2 separate regions of the Mus musculus genome follow, and region 1 is linked to region 2. The links are chromatin contacts, called in public ChIA-PET maps. All regions are on one chromosome and are shown on one strand. Each heading gives the region's core, a stretch centred on a gene start, on an enhancer-like site or on the middle of the called end of the contact. The rest is flanking DNA. Distances are from core to core; before and after follow the strand shown. Region 1 has its middle 58 kb from the start of Gm30820. Region 2 has its middle 46 kb from the start of Gm30906.

Region 1 (2,700 bases), core at 149-2,648, 93 kb before region 2:
TTCTGAGCCCTCAGAAGTTTCTATGGGCCAATGCTTGTAAAGTGGGGATAGCAGTTCTGTGACTGAGCCCTAACAGCCACAGTGATGGAGCCCATGCTGCATACTGGAAGGTCAGTGAAAAGTCAACTCTTCATGCAGGGTGAAGCTGGAGGGCTACTGAATTTTGGAGGATTGTTGCTTTGGGTGTGTGTGTGTGTGCCGGTACATGTGTGTTATCCTCAGGACTATCATCTACTCCTTTAAGAATATCTCACTGGGAACCAATTAGGCAAGACAGACTGGCTAGTGAGCCCCAGGGATTCTCTTGTCTTCTTCTGCCCAGCACTGGGATTACACATAAGCCTCACTTTGGCTCTCTTACATGGGTTCTGCGGCTCAAATTCAAGTTCTTATGCTCAAAAGGCACTACTTTATTGACCAAGCTAGCTCTCTGGTTCCCATTGTTTCTTATTAACAGGTAATCCTAAGTAACACAGCCGACTATAAGATTCTTGCATTGTTTAATTAATTTCATCAGTCTCGTCCAGGATGTGTTTAGCCTGGAGGAGCAGACAGGAAAGCTGGGATTTCATTACACAAAGTCTATTCAGCCAAACTTGAACCTTTGGGCATTCAACTGAACTTGGAGCCAAGCCTGCCTGCCTGCCTGCCTGCCTGCCTTCCTTCCTTCCTTCCTTCCTTCCTTCCTTCCTTCCTTCCTTCCTTCCTTCCTTCCTTCCTTCTTTCCTTCCTTCCTTCCTTCCTTCCCTTTCCCTCCCTCCCTCCCTCCCTCCCTCCTTCTTCTTCTTCTTCTTCTTCTTCTTCTTCTTCTTCTTCTTCTTCTCTCTCTCTCTCTCTCTCTCTCTCTCTCTCTCTCTCTCTCTCTCTCTCTCTCTCTCTCTCTCTCTCCTTCTCCCCTCTTTGGTTATTCTAAGTTTTTACCCATTTATTGGAGAGGTATTTCCATAGATTACAACTAGCCAGTGTTTTAAACAATTGTAACTAGAACTGGAGAGATTTAAAGCTTGGGATCCAATAGCTTGACCACTAAAAGAGTAAATAAAACAACCTAATAGCTTTAAAAAATGAATAAGGTGCTGATCTGACATTGCAGGTCCCTTATAAGGATGGCATTTGGGATTAGAGTTGACAGGGGTTGAGAGCAGAATCTTCCCAAGTAGGGGAGGGAGGAAAGGGCCCTCCTTGCAGGCCCATCTATAGTTTCCATCAAATCCCCCAAATTGCTTTTCCTACTGAGCTTCACACAGCCAGGCTCTCTATGCCCTGCCAGGCACTGTAGGGGCTTCAGTTTCTGTCATGGAGCAAAGTCCTTCAGCATTGATGTGGCTCACAGAGTCCCCCAGGTACTAAACAACCCTTCTCCTCTCCGGGGGATGACTGCCTCACTCAGCAAAGGGAGGTGACAGGGGAAAGGCATCTGGTGTGGTCTGGTGTAGGAAAAGCTTCTCGTTGCCAGCACACACACACACACACACACACACACACACACACACACACACCACCACCACCACCACCACCACCACCACCACCACCACCGTCTTTAAAGACTTGCTAGTATGTGCACAAAGCACACATTTTCTTTGTTAGCTGAAGCACGGCAGGGCAGGGTTTCACTTTGCACAGTTGACAGTTTCACCCTTATTCCTTCATTTGGTTTCTGACACCGTGTATTTTTCTTCCCTCTTTGGTTTTGGCATCTTTGCCACTTTCTCTTTTTTATCTGTCTCTTTACTCACCTCCCGTCCCTTACGATGCCTACCCTTAGGTTTCAGGCAGCTGCCTTGCCGATTTTCCCTATGGATTTCTGTAAGTTTCATCTGTTAAAGGCCCCCATGTACTAGCCTTGTCTATTTTTATCACCAGGGCCGCTCTTTGCTGCCGTCACTCTGACGGTCGGTCTCCCAAACAATAGAAGAATGATTCTATTTGGGGTTCAATATGTCCTTCTCTCATGGGGGCTCATTCAGTATAATATAACATCTGTGCTGGTTCTTTAAACACATGAATGCATGCAAAGTACACACAGTGCAAACACACACACACACACACACACACACACACACACACACACACACACACACACTTCTGTTTCACTAATTGGCCATGGCTATCCCAGGGGTTTCTATGGTTCTTAGAGGCCACTGCAGTTGAATGGGCACTTAGGGACTCCTAAATTGAGCACATTAAAAAAAACTGATTTAGAGGGAGTTTGACAAAGGCCCTTTTAATTATTTTTCCCCCTGCTTTGCTATGGCTGGTCAGAGCCTGGTCCCTGAGTCATTAGGGGGCCCAACCATTAGATGTTCCTGCTTACTCTGCAAATGTAACAGGCTTATCACGTAGAACTCTGTCTCCAGCTGGTTTAAAATGTAGGTGGTGCCAGTGGGTAGCAGCTGTTACAGGCTGCTGAGCCAGGAGACACCGGGACGTCTCTGGGTGTGAAGAGGTCAGAACCCAGGACCCTGTATAGTACACTGATCCCTGTGTTTTCTATACACTGGCACTCTGAAGGGCAACCAGCCCTTTCAGGGTCTCCAGGTGCCCGCCCTGTCCTTGTCATCCAGAACCCAGGAAAGCTTAGCACTGGCTTTCAACGTGAGGCCAGACTACTTAGTCACATCGAAAATAATGAATAATTCGTACATTTGTAATTCAAATGTTCACACTGATGCATAATTCAAATGAAAAGCTGTTATTAGG
Region 2 (2,700 bases), core at 36-2,535:
TGTACTGTGTTGAATTTCACTAGATGCTTTTTCTGAATCTACTAAGATGACCAACCCCTCCCCTTTCATGTGTCACGTTAGTTGTATGAATAGATTTTCTGACTTCTACCTAATACTCTTACATCCTAACATAAATCTAATTTGATTATGATGTAAGGTGTCACGTAGGGTCATGGAAGATAGGATTCTGTTTGTCAACACTTTGGTTTTGCTTCTATTTTTATGAATTTAAAATTTTAAAATCAAAAACAATTATTATGGAGTAAAATAAGCTGAGATACCATTTGCTGTTTGCCTGCTTCCTGGAGAGAGGACGAGGTTGGCTAAGACTGAGACTATCGGTCCCTAAGTGAGAGGACATTGTTCCCTTAGGACCACTCAAGGTTAATGTGGGAAGGTTTTTAAAATTCCAATTTAATTTATTAACAGTTAACAAATCATCTATATTTGCTATTATTGCCCAAAGCATCTTTTGTTATTTCTACTTTTTAAGGAACACTTCTATTTCATTTAAAACCTCAAGGATGGTGTTTTCAATCTGCTCACTTTTATTATATATGAACTTGTCCTATATATATAATTTGATTTTTTTTAGACTTAATATTTGTTATTTCTGTCTTTTGTCCCTTTTCCTCAAGCTCTTTTGCAGTGCATCTTTCTTTCTATTGATCTATATCAAGATACAATTTTGCACATCTAGATCTTTGAAGTGTTTATTTTAATCAGCTTCAAATTTTCTGTTCTTGTTATTCTCATTTTTTTTTCTTTCCCTGGGTTGGTTGTGTTGTTTTTCAAGATTACCCTAGGAAACTGGATGCTGACTTCAAAAATTTAAAACAATCGATATAAGCAATATAGTGACATTAAATTCTCTTTCCTATACTGCTGTCCTCACATTAATTTGGCACTTAGAGGCTCTGGTTTTAGTTTCTCAGTGTTCCTCTAGAAACCTTAACATACATTTTTTAATTAGCAGGTCAAATTCAGTCTACTCGAATCTCTTTTGAAGACTCCAGTCCTGTGAGCTTCCTTACTCCCAGTCTCCTCCCAGTCTCCTCCCAGTCTCCTTCTGTGTTGTCATGATGCAGCAGTTCATTCTATCTTATTTCAAGTTTTCATCCCAATAGCTCTCACAGGGACATTGTCCCCACGATGGCTTTCACGTTTATTCTAAGTTCCAAGACTGTCCCCTGACCTACTTTGGCTTTCAGAGTCCTCCAGAGTGTGGACTTGAGTCTGGCCCTCGCTTGGAGGGTGTCAAAACCATCTAAACACTCACCGTCAAGAAACTGTTGCTTTTTCTGAGAACTGTTTGCCTCAGACCAATTTCCCCTGCTCTTGCGATGATCGAGCAGTGACCACTCTCTCACCTTTTCCTGTTTTCAAACCTGAGGTGTACTGTTTTCTCTATGAAACCACTCTAGGGGAATTTTCTGGCTCCCCCCAAAACCTGCTTTTAAAAACAAAGGTCACGAAACATTTCCCTTATAAATTCCAGGTATTTCTGTTGGTTCGTTCCCCTTCCCTGTTCCTGAGGCTGAAGTCTAGGGACTTTATTGGCAGCTCTACTCCTTTGGAAGTCAGAAAGTCTTGTGAGACTTGGAAACAAACGGCCCTGAACATTGTCAGAATGCACTCTGTGCGGCACTCACGCTGATAAAACTCGGCAGGGAAATCTTTTAAGATGGTGGGGAGCAGGGGGAGTGGGGCCCTTATCTGGTAAGCGCAGCCCAGAAATGACTGAAGATAAGAGAGAAATATGATCCATCGCTCAAAAGAAAAGAGAGCCTTTAACAGCCACTGGAGAATGAGAGCAATTGAATTATCACCCAAACGCTGCTTCTGACTTCGGGCAGAAAAAGGGCTCAGTGTACAGCGGAGGAACCAGTAAGCCCACGCCTATACTCGAAGGAGTCTCTCTTTCCATTCTTCCCCTGCGCAGCACATCAGGCTCCTTTGATTTCAGATTATCTCGAAGCTTATTGCACGCCACATTCATAGAAGAGGCGGTAGAGGAAGACAAGTGTTACTAGTGGTGACAGCAGGCCCCAGTGTGGAGGCGGCAGAACAGGCAAAGATAGGTCTTTGGAAGATGTAGCTACAAAATCGAGCTCTCTACTGACTTAGGCACTGGAAGAGAGGTGGTTCCTGTGAGGGCAGGGGATCTTTTGTTTGCAAAATCTATACTCAGGATGGTGGTTTTGGCGTTTTCAGAATCAGTGAAATGGGCTTTCCTAAGACAGGTAATGATGTCTTGGTTTGACAGTGGGGAAAGTCCTTCCACAAGTATGCAAACCTAGAGACCTTCCTTTTCTGCCTGAGTGTTGTTCACTTCTGTTTCGTATCCTTACACCCCAGCCTCTGGGCGTGTGTGCTCTTGGGAGACTGGGCTCTATCTCTGTCTGTTCTCTTTCCTTGTCTATGAATGGACATTTACCTGCATATATGTATGTGTATCACATGCATGCCTGGTTTCCATGGAGATCAGAAGAGAGCATCGGATCCCTTGGAACCAGAGTTACAGATGGTTGTGAGCCACCATGTGGGTGCTGGGATTCAAACCTGGTTCCTTCGGAAGAGCAGCCACTGACCTTGCCCACTGACCGTCTCCCAGATCAACCTTCCTCTTCTGCATAGGCTGGCTTCACTCACCCTGTGGAAGAACTTGGCAAGTGCTGGCCACATTTGCAGTATAGAATC

Evidence for each region. ChIA-PET counts read pairs in DNA pulled down with a chosen protein or histone mark.
Region 1: an RNA polymerase II ChIA-PET map of memory CD8 T cells shows a contact between it and region 2, with 21 read pairs. The contact joins two enhancer-like sites. A contact is called at or near these places in 2 of 484 Hi-C or Micro-C datasets (nephron progenitors and uterus), 1 of 115 datasets of contacts at active chromatin or transcription factors (memory CD8 T cells) and 1 of 9 other capture datasets (embryonic stem cells).

Annotation. Positions count from the first base shown.
Region 1 is chr10:8,036,098-8,038,797 of GRCm38.p6, forward strand. No RefSeq gene overlaps it. Among named protein-coding and RNA genes, the nearest start is that of Gm30820, 58 kb to the left of the region's middle. Within about 2 kb of position 1,399, at least 62 of the 459 cell types and tissues checked have an H3K27ac peak or open chromatin away from gene starts, as enhancers often do. A contact at or near this core is called in memory CD8 T cells, where this site is marked.
Region 2 is chr10:8,128,911-8,131,610 of GRCm38.p6, forward strand. No RefSeq gene overlaps it. Among named protein-coding and RNA genes, the nearest start is that of Gm30906, 46 kb to the right of the region's middle. Within about 2 kb of position 1,286, at least 55 of the 459 cell types and tissues checked have an H3K27ac peak or open chromatin away from gene starts, as enhancers often do. A contact at or near this core is called in memory CD8 T cells, where this site is marked.